Regions from separate parts of the Mus musculus genome. Here region 2 is linked to region 1. A link is a contact called in public Hi-C data. All regions are on one chromosome and are shown on one strand. The core of a region is the stretch at or near the end of the contact, and the rest is flanking DNA. Distances in the headings are between cores, read along the strand shown.

Region 1 (5,141 bases), core at 749-3,248:
GCTCGTTAGAGTTCCAGCCTTGTGTTTGTAGCCACTATGTATGGTATCTCAAGCAATCTATATGTAAGGACAAGATCCTAGCACTGTATTACATTCAATTGTTTTCTCACAAAAGCTACTGTGTGTGTCCTGAAGAATAGAGACTATTACTAATCTACCCTGTGCCCCGGGAGGCCCTCACATATGTTTTGTATTTTGTATTTCTGAAGACACAAAGAAAAGAAGGACAAATCTAAATTAGTTTCTATGATTTCATCAAAGTACACACCTTTTCTTTGAAAAAAGCAACAGATAAAAACCACAAGCCCTGGTGCTTTTCATATTTCAAATTTAATATCCTGGTTTTGTGGATACAAGATAGATAAAATACATAAGATAGATGAAAGGTTTTAATGAAGATTTTTTTTGTAATGAAAATCCTTGCCTAGGATGTGGTAGTTCTAGAATGCTAGATCCCTAAGTTAACTTCTTTTAAACAATCCTGTATTTCAAAAGAGAGGAGACATTTGTGGATGCGTGGATAATGTAGATATATAAATTCAACTAGCTAGAATGAAATGATGTCAAAAATAATCATATTTTCTCTGCTTAATTAAATTTTCATAGTCATATCTGATATTTTACATTGCTCTCCTAAGCATACCGCCTGTGTTATGACATAGTCAGATCCTCACAAGGCTTTTGACAGTTACATTAAAAAGCTTTAACATTACATTACATGAAGAACTGCAGGTAACTAAGGAATGCTGAGAGTGAGAGTCAGCCCTGAAACCGTGCGTGCGTGTGTGTGTGTGTGTGTGTGTGTGTGTGTGTGTGTGTGTGAGAGAGAGAGAGAGAGAGAGAGAGAGAGAGAGAGAGAGACATTATACAGGTTAGCAGGTTATATTTAGGAATATACATTTATATACTGTATGAATGTATCCATAATCAATGGAAAAAGAGGCCACAAATTTGAAAGAAAGTAAAGAGGGGTATGAGGAGGGTTTGGAAGGAGGAAAGGGAGAAATTATGTAATGATATTATTATCTCAAAAATGAAATGTAAAGTGTGATTATCCGTGTTTATAGATGAAGTCAGAGGAAGAAGTAAGCTTCCAAAATTCAAATGTTAGTGCAGAAGTTACACATTAAAGGGTTAATATCACTCAGATCCAGTGTGCATATGGCTTACCTCAGAGAGGCTCCCAACACCTGTCAGGTTAAGGACACTTCAAAGTTCTGAGCAGTGCAGTATCCATTTCATGAATAAATTTTATCTACTTTCTGTAGTTTGAAAAGTGCAACATTTTGTTTCTTATCTTTTAAATTTGATTCACTGAAATAAAATGTGGGGGATATTTCTAGGTAGAGACACTCAACGCTCAACTTTTTAGTTTTCCTTATGATGAAATTCTATACAATCTTCAAGATTTGTAGGAGTCATGTCAAAAATCCAATTTTGGGGGGAAGTGGGAACAAAAATAATGAAAAAGAAATTCATCTTTTAAATGATGGCACTTAGAGCAGTAGTCTACCCTGTCTGAAAAGTAAGTGTGTTGGGATATAAGAATTATATTCTATACACTTTGCAAATGTATCATCCCTATGATCTCCATTCAGTGGTTAACAATAACCACGTATTAGACATCATATGAGAATTATGATTTTAAATGTGTTACACGGGGCATCTCAGCACCTTAAAAATCCAGTGAAGTGGGCTTTAAACATGGGTCACACTACTGTGTAAGTCAGGAAATGAGAGGTGTTAAAGAGCAAATACCAATATGATAATCTACATCCAGATTCTGCAGCTTTGTTGTGTATGTTTGAAGCTCGGGACCAACCATGTGTGTCTTAGTGCACACGTGGTCATGCCACAGCATGCATGTGGAAGTTGAGGACGACCTCAAGCGTCTTCCCCTTTTACCCTGTTTGAAACAAGGTCTCTTTATTGCTTAGTGCTCACCAGTATGTACAATGCTCCAGATTTTAATCCTCCCATTTATTCTGTGCCCAAGCCCTTCAAGAATAGCTTTAGTATTCTGTGAGTTGCGGTTCGCACAATCCATGTCTATGCTCACAAATACACTGTGCTAACTCAAGGAGTTAAATCATTCTAAATTTGCAAATGTTTTATTCATAGACAGCTAATAAACAAAAAAGGTCTTCCACTATGGTGATTTAAATGACGATGCTTCCCCAAACACGAATTAGATCTTTACAATGTACCATTTAAATATTTATTATTATAATTTTGACTCAAACATCAGAAGTTTATGGCTTTCTGACCTAATTTTCCTTCCTCCTACCACAAAACATTAGCAGTAATTCTATCCTAAGGCTTGTAATCTGACCACATTTAATTGTCATGGCAACTGAAAATGCAGATCTGTATCTGCAGCTGTCGGGGTGTCTGCTAAGATGTTATAAACAGTGTACTATTTCAGTCTGAACATTGAGTTGTTTAATATAACAGACTTTTATATCAGAATATGCCAGTGTACAATATTTTTATAAATCAGGTGCAATACATTTTAATCAAAAAATATTTTTTAAATGACTAATGGGTAGATTCACTTTTGGCTTTTACATGTCATTCTTGGATTATTATAACTCTGATTACTAGAAAGCTATCTGGTTTCTCATAGTGAATTTAGATATTTGGGCTTATGTGTAGTTTGACTGGTGATGAACATGATACCTGCTTTTAGTTAAACACGTTTAATTTTCTTTTATTGAAAATAGATTTTTTTCCTTCATACAATATACCCTGATTCTGGTTTCCCTTTCCTCTACTTCTCCTTGTTCATGCCCACCACCCTTCCCACCTAGATAACTCCTGTTATGCCTCATGTTAGAAAGCAAGCACACATGTGTGTTATAATTATTTATACTACAATTATATATAATAAAATAAAATTTTAAAATAAAACTTTTAGAAAGACCAGATACAACATTATGAGACAATGAAGCTCTGAAGATGTCTTTGAGTTCTTTTCCATTGGCCGCCTACTGTTGGGCAGGCACCCTACCCTGAAGATTTGTTTCCACAGTGAGACTTGCTTGAAGGAAACTAAAGTTGCATTTGCAAGTGACTATCAGTTGGAGATAGCTTCTGGGTTAGAGATGGGGGTTTGGTGTGTCCACTTCTCCTTTCAGCGTTAGGACTCCATGTGATGCAAACCTTTGCTGACCCTGTGCATGCTACCTCAGTCTCTGTGTATGTGTGTTGGTCATATATGTGTCGTATATGTTTCAGTCTTGCAGTGTTTAGAAGTTAGGTGTCCTCTATCCCATCTGACTCTTATAATCTTTTGCCCACTCTTCCATAGAGTTCCCTAAGCCCTGAGGGGTGGGGGGAGTGTTTTACGGAGACATAAATCCTTTTAAGGACTGAGTGTTCCAAAGTCTCTCACTCTCCACATATTTTCTTGTAGATCTCTGTATTTGTTCCCATCTGGTGCAGGACAAGGTTCTCTGATAATGACTGAGCAAGGCACTGATCTATGAGTACAAAGGAATATGCCATCAGGAGTCATTTTATTTTATTGCTACATTCCTTCTGTAGGTCAGTAATATTTGGTTTGCTCCCAGGTCCCTGGACTACCTAATCTCAGGTTCTTGGTTACCCAAGTGGGACTGAGTAAGGTCTCCATCTCATGGAGTATGCCTTAAATCAAAACATATTTGTTGGTTACTCCCTCAACCTTTGTGCCACCATTATGGTTACATATCTTGCAGGCAGGACACCATTGTAAATCAAAGGTTTATACGTGGGTTGATATTTAAGTTTCTCTGATAGCATGTAGAGTATCTTCCTGTACCAAGGATGCTAAAATGTAGGGGTGTAGAAGCTTCCAGTTCAAATTCTCCATGTTCAATGAGTCATGTAGGTGTTGTCTTTAGAAATGGGGCCTGGTAATCAGACTGTGGAAAGTAATCTATAACCTTTGCAAGAGCCTGGGTTGTTTGGGGGATTCCCATGGGGCCAATTTGGCCAGCAATTATGGATTATATATAGTCCATTCCCTAAACTGAAGCTTCAATTGTTGAGGAGAGTTGTCCAGTTGGAACTCTATCTCCCCATATGTTTGGCAACTTTATTGTCTAGATGACATGTCTTGGTTAGAATGTAGTGTTGAAGTCACCCTCTATTCACTGTGTGAAGGTCAAAATGTGATTTAAGCTGTAGTAGTATTTCTTTTGTGAACTTCAGTGCTCTTGTGTCTGGTGAATAAATGTTAAGAATCTCTGTGTCTTCTTGGTGAATCTTTCCTTTGATGAGTACGCAGTGTTGTTCCCCGTCTCTTCTTAGTTTTTTTTTTTTCCTTGAAGTCTTTTGTCAGATGTGAAAGTTGCTACACAAGCTTGATTATTAGTTTCATTTGTTTGGAATATATTTTTCCATCCATTCCCTGAGGTAATGTCTATTCTTGATGCTAGGGTGCTTTTCTTGGATACAGCAGTAGGATGAGTCCTGGTTTTGCATTCATTCTGTTAGTCTGTGTCTTTTTATTGGAGAAATGAGACAGTTGATGCTGAGAGTAATCAGTGAGTAATGTTTGTTGACTCCTGTTAGTTAATTCTTGTGGTATGATTTTTATTTTTGCCTCTCCTGATCTGTTGGTCTGAGATTGCTTCTCCCTTGTTCTTTTCTTGGGTAAAGTTAATCTCTTCAGTTAGAAGTTTTTCTTTCTAGTGCCTTCTGTAATGTAGGATTTATAGGTAGATGCTGCCTAAAATTATTAAATTCTTTTTGTCTCCATCCATTGTGATTGGATGATTTGTTGGGTATAGTGATCTGTGCTGACAACTGTGGTATCTTTGAATTTGTAGAACATCTTTCCAGGCCATTCTGGGTTTTAAATCTCCATTGAAAATTCAGGTGCTCCTCTAATGCATCAGCCTTTAGATGTTACTTGATGTTTCCCCCTTGAGCTTTTAATATTATTTCTTTGTTCTGTACACTTAGTAACTTAGTATTTTTATTATTATGTGTTGAGGGGAATTTTTTCCTTTGGTCTAACCTATTTAACGTTCTGTTCTGTTTTCGTTTGTTTATGTTGTTTTGTATTGTTTAGTTTGTACCTTATAGGCATATCCTTCTCAAGGTTATGGAAATTTTCTTCTAGGACTTTTTTGAAAATATTTTCTGTGCCTTTG
Region 2 (5,141 bases), core at 1,055-3,554, 74 kb after region 1:
GCTCAGCCAAGGTCCTGGAAAGGGTGTCCGAGGAACCAGCAATCCTAAAGGGAGGAGGGAGTTTCATTCTCAGGGAGATCACTTAGGGCAGAGTGAGAAAGAAGATTCTAAGCCTGTCTACAAAGTGCTTGTAGTATCCCAGACTCAGTGTTGTGTAGAAAGCAAAGGGAAGGATTGGAGTGTCCTCAGAAGCCATCCTAGTCAGCCGTTCCTGGCTGTGGTTTGTCTGATCCTTACTCCAGTTCAGCCATTACTGTCTCCATGCAGGATTCTGTTGGTGCCGAGGTCTCTACTCTGAAATTGTTGGTTTCAGTCGTTGGTCATAAGATTTCTTCATCAGATCTGCTCCTAGAAATCAGAGCCTGTGGGGAAAGAAACAGAAATAAGGAAAAGATAGAGTAAGATACAAAATGGAGTTATTTAAGTCAGAGATAGGACCTACTTCAAGGTGACTTATTACCATCATTAAAAATGCCTCTCATTCGCTGATAATCATTTTACTCTGAGGATATTGAAGATGGCACATAGAAATTCCTTATCACTGTATACTGTGTAGTTCACTCTTGCCATATATTATTACTGGAGTTTTCCCTCTTGTCTTCCATTCTTAATGTCTAGTTAAAATCTTTATTGTTTCATTTCCTCCTTACATGCAAGTGCAAAGAATTATAAAATGTATATGGGAAAGAGCTCTATCTTCTACATCTTTAGAATCTCTCCAGACGGTTTAGCATAAGACCCTGGCATGAATATTAATCGCTACATAATTATTGCGTCTGTGATGACTTTGAGCTTGATTTTTTCCAGATGGAGATAATCTGTGTTTTCAGCATGACTTTCTGCTATTGCACTAATGCTATTCTGAGCTGAAGCTTGGCATGAAACATAAATGAAACTCTAATCCACCTATTTGCATTTTGATTACTAAATCACCTATCACTGAATAACACTTAAATTACTGAGAAATTTTTCCTGAACTCCTGAAGTAATTGCTCTCTTCTTTCTCAAAATGGTGAGATAAAACATATTTGCATGAGACATTGTATCCTAGTGAAAAAAACTGAAGTCATTTAACTCTAAATCTCCTGTAATACTTGTGAAAGGAGAAACGGTCCGTTTGAGGATCCTTGCGCGGCAGAAAGACAGCATCCTCGGGAAGATTAGTCTGTGCAGACTTCCTGAAGACACGAATATATGCACACGTATGGAAAACATAAGAAGAAAGAAAACAAAAGTAACTGTGGTGGTTTAAATGAAGTTGTCCCTAATAGGTTCATATATTTTAATAGTTGATACTGTTAAGACATAGATTGTTGACTCATGTAAATGTAAGTCTTGCTGACGGTCACACCTGAGTGCTGCTCGGGACTGATGATCCTGGTGTTTTGGGCTCACTACACCACCCAGTACCAGGGAAGACTGCACTGCCCTCTACACTCAGCCTCTGCTCTCAGCTGAACTGCTCTCTCTTCTCCTGGAGCAGAGGGAAACACTACTATAGTCTTACAAAATTAATAGATCTTTAGTGTCAAAGTGTTCCTTAATTCACATTGTCTTGATTCATTGTGAAGCTTACCTCCTGTATTTTTCCCCATTATATATCACTGAGGATCCTGTCTATGTATTTTTTTTTATCAATGTTTGGTATCAGAGCTGTACATGAAAATGTGACCTAAAGAATATTCTAGAATACCAAAGAAACTTAAGGTTAACTCTAAAGCCAGCATCCAAGACTCTAGGTGACGGATAATATGTCAAATAGATTATATAATTTTACCATTGACTTCATACAAACAGGATGAAATACAACCTTTATGTTTTACCATAGAGAATGGAAGTTCCGAAGACGGAGGAGAAGGAACGGCCGTGATGCTCTTTAGGAGGAGCAGGTACAACAGCAGAGTAGAAAGTAGCTGTTGTTGCTGCTGCAGCTGCCACCAGCATCAATTTACAGAACAGAGAAAGGGTGTCCCTGTTCCCAACGTCCCTTCTTTGAGAACCGGATGACTCTCCCTACCCTAGTGTTCCCTGTTAGGTGCTATCTCGGCTACAGGAAACCACAATCCCACTAAACCAAGCGAGCATTATTACCACTTCCTGACTACTGTCATTTCATCGTACCAGGAAAGTCCCCAGAAGACCTGGTCTCCAGGTAACAGCGGCCAACCGCATGTGCTACCAACAGGGACAGGAAGTAGAGTCTCTCCCTGAGAATAACCCACAACATAGGAAAGAAGATGGGTCGTCCTTGCCTTCTTCTCTTTTTCTGTCTCACTGCTGCACATCGTCAGGGCCCAGCAGCACTGCAGGTCTCCAGGACGCTGTTACTCAGCAACTTGCAGAGAAGAATATCATTCCAGAGCCTCCTCCTAAAAGCCCTCTAAACCTCAGGGGACGCTTTTGTCTTGACCCCCCCCCCCCATACTTCCACTCAACAAAGCAAATGGAGTCCTGTAACTTTCTCACATTTCTCAGGGACAATTTTTTCTCTTTCAGAAGCCCCTCTTAAAAATCCTCACAGGATGAAGATTCTAGAAGTCAGCCCCTGCCTGTCTCCTAACAGTGACTAACTCACACAGCTGGGAGGCCCTTTTTGGAGCACTGATGATCAGGCTCTCTATTCCTAGGAGGGGAGATCTCGCTGCAAAAGTGAGTTTCCACACCAGGGCTAAGAGAGTAATGTGAATTTTCATCGAATGGTTTATTTTGTTAGAGTGATTTTGCTTCTTTTCAGAGTTAGAGGTAGTAATTTTGCATCGAGCTAGTGCTTTGAGACAGACTTACACCCATTCACATAGTAAATATGTATTTAGTTTAGCCATTAGTTATTTTTAAAATTTAACAACAACACAAAATTTGCTTTTAAGACGGCGATGGCCACAGTGATCTTAGATTTTCCTTAGCCTAAGTTTTTGTATTATTTCCAGATCTTTTTTTTTTTTTAACTTTGATCCCTTACTATGTGTAAAGGAGACCACTCAGCTGAATTCAGTGTTTCCCATGTGGATATCTCTTTGAAATAAAACATTTATGGATACAAAGCAGTAGGAAATCACAGCATTAAAGAAGACAGCAAAAGAAAACTGTTTCAAGAAAACACACTACAATAATTGCCTGTGACAGACATAAGGACAGGCATATACGCTATAGACAAGAAACAGGATTTACATAGTTTCAAACTCTTTACTTCTGCATGCCTTGTTATCCTGATTTAAATCATTTATCTTACATTTTTCTTTATATATATATATATATATATATATATATATATATAATTTTTAACCTGCTCTAATCTGGACAAAGTAGAATAGTATTTAGAAAATGGTATCATTTTTGTTTTTAGAAATAAATACTTGTTTAGTGTATTTACTTGTATTAGGAATGCAAATTTTGTTCTCCCCAAAACTACTTGCATGAGTGTCTGCAAGTAGCTTCTAGGAACCTACCCCCAGTTGGTTCTGATTGGTAAATGAAAATATCAACAGCCAATAGCTGGGGAGGAAAGACGGAGGTGGGATTTTAGGATTTCCTGAGCTTGGGACCAGGAGCAGGAGAAGGAGCAGGAGGGAGAAGGATGCGATCACTGTTCCAGGAGAGTGTGAGGGGAAGAAATCTGCTGTGCAGGAGAGTGTGGAGGAGAGGAGAGACTCCATGTCTGAGAGTGCAGGACAGAGAGACCAAGTGGGAGAGCCCGGCCCAGAGGGCTGTCCATCTGGCTCCAGAACAGCCAAGGTAGAACACAGAATTTAGTAAGTAACAACTCAGGATTAACCACACGGCCGTTAGGCAGTGGCCCAGCTATTCTGCTGTTTTTCTTTAGGACACATAAACCATTGAGGCAGGTAGCAAACCTGCCACCGAGACTTTTTAATTTTAAATTAATTATTTCAAGACTTTGCCACCTAGCATGTGAGGCAATCAGATATGTGCAGCTACTGTGGAAAAAAGCAATGAGACACATTGGAACTTCAAGAATTACATTTTGAAATCCCTAAGGTAGAAGATAATGTAGTATTTGCTGTCTCTAAGTGATGCGTCCCGCCTTGTCCTTCTCCATGGGATGGAAGTCAAGTGTGCTGTTCCCTACTGCTTCCCACCTGTGGCTGCCTCTTCCTGAAGGAACTCCCCTGTCTGGCACTGGGAAAGGATCTATTCTTAAATCTCTCAAATAAATGAAACTGTTCCTAACCGTCTGACGTCTTACTCAGCCCTACGGGGAGATTACTCTACTATTTCTGCTTCCTCTAAATCTGGTACTTATTTTAGTCAGAATGTTCCTAAAGTGTTGTTACTGCATCCATTTGTTTAAACCAGGGATCCTCCTGTATGCCGCCGCAACCCTTTCATAGGAGTCAGCTAAGACCATCAGAAAACACAGATATTTATATTATGATTCATACCAGCTATGAAATAGCAATGAAAATGATTTTATGGTTGGGGCTCATCACAACATGAGGAACTGTGTTAAAGGGTTGTGGCATCAGGAAGATGGGTACACACTGGTTTGAACTCTCTCCCATAAGGTCAGAAGTAGAAATACTTAGGAGTTGGTGAGAAGTCAGGTGAGTAAATTTAGATCATTTCTCCTGCGCTACCCTAGCTTAGAGTTCTATTCAGACCTGTGAAAAGCCAAAGCATCTTCGGCATCTTGACCAGAAAACGAGTGAGTGTGGTTCAATTCCTCAGTGGTGGCCCAGAGATCATCAGCGCAGGTGACCACGCTCTCCCAGTAGCACTTAGCGTGAATAGCTTTCGTTATGTCTGTGAGAGACAGCAACATTATTGCTGAGTTTCTGAAGTGTGTTGAGTGTGGTGGTTTAGTTATAGCATAAACAAAGCACAAAGGGCAGTTTGTTTGCGTATCTAAATGGGGGATTGTTGGGGAAGAGTAGTGCCAGCCACTGCAGAGTGGATGGGGTTTTATTTCTTTCAAGATAGATTGGCTGCTGGCTTGCCTGAGTTCCTGCTGTTTTATAGCCTCTCCCTTGAATCAGAAAATGAATAACTCTCTTTCTTTTTCCTTGAATTGCTGGTGAGGAAAAAAAAAAATCTATAATTCAAATAAAACCGAAAAAAAAAAAACCATTGTCATTAAAATTAAGTTCCCCTGGGATTTTACCCAAATGATACATTGCCAAAAT

What was found. Hi-C and Micro-C count contacts between places; a contact is called where the count stands out from the background.
Region 2: a Hi-C map of the MNK3 cell line shows a contact between it and region 1, with 2.9 times the contacts expected there. The contact joins two enhancer-like sites. A contact is called at or near these places in 3 of 39 promoter capture datasets (the HPC-7 cell line, hippocampal neurons and macrophages), 5 of 484 Hi-C or Micro-C datasets (the MNK3 cell line, cortical neurons, female germline stem cell-derived STRA8 germ cells and 2 more) and 2 of 9 other capture datasets (adipose tissue and liver).

Annotation. Positions count from the first base shown.
Region 1 is chr15:92,058,828-92,063,968 of GRCm38.p6, forward strand. The region is part of intron 1 of Cntn1 (contactin 1); the gene reads left to right. Among named protein-coding and RNA genes, the nearest start is that of Cntn1, 10 kb to the left of the region's middle. Within about 2 kb of position 1,999, at least 8 of the 459 cell types and tissues checked have an H3K27ac peak or open chromatin away from gene starts, as enhancers often do. A contact at or near this core is called in the MNK3 cell line, where this site is marked.
Region 2 is chr15:92,132,342-92,137,482 of GRCm38.p6, forward strand. The region is part of intron 1 of Cntn1 (contactin 1); the gene reads left to right. Among named protein-coding and RNA genes, the nearest start is that of Gm36901, 66 kb to the right of the region's middle. Within about 2 kb of position 2,305, at least 28 of the 459 cell types and tissues checked have an H3K27ac peak or open chromatin away from gene starts, as enhancers often do. A contact at or near this core is called in the MNK3 cell line, where this site is marked.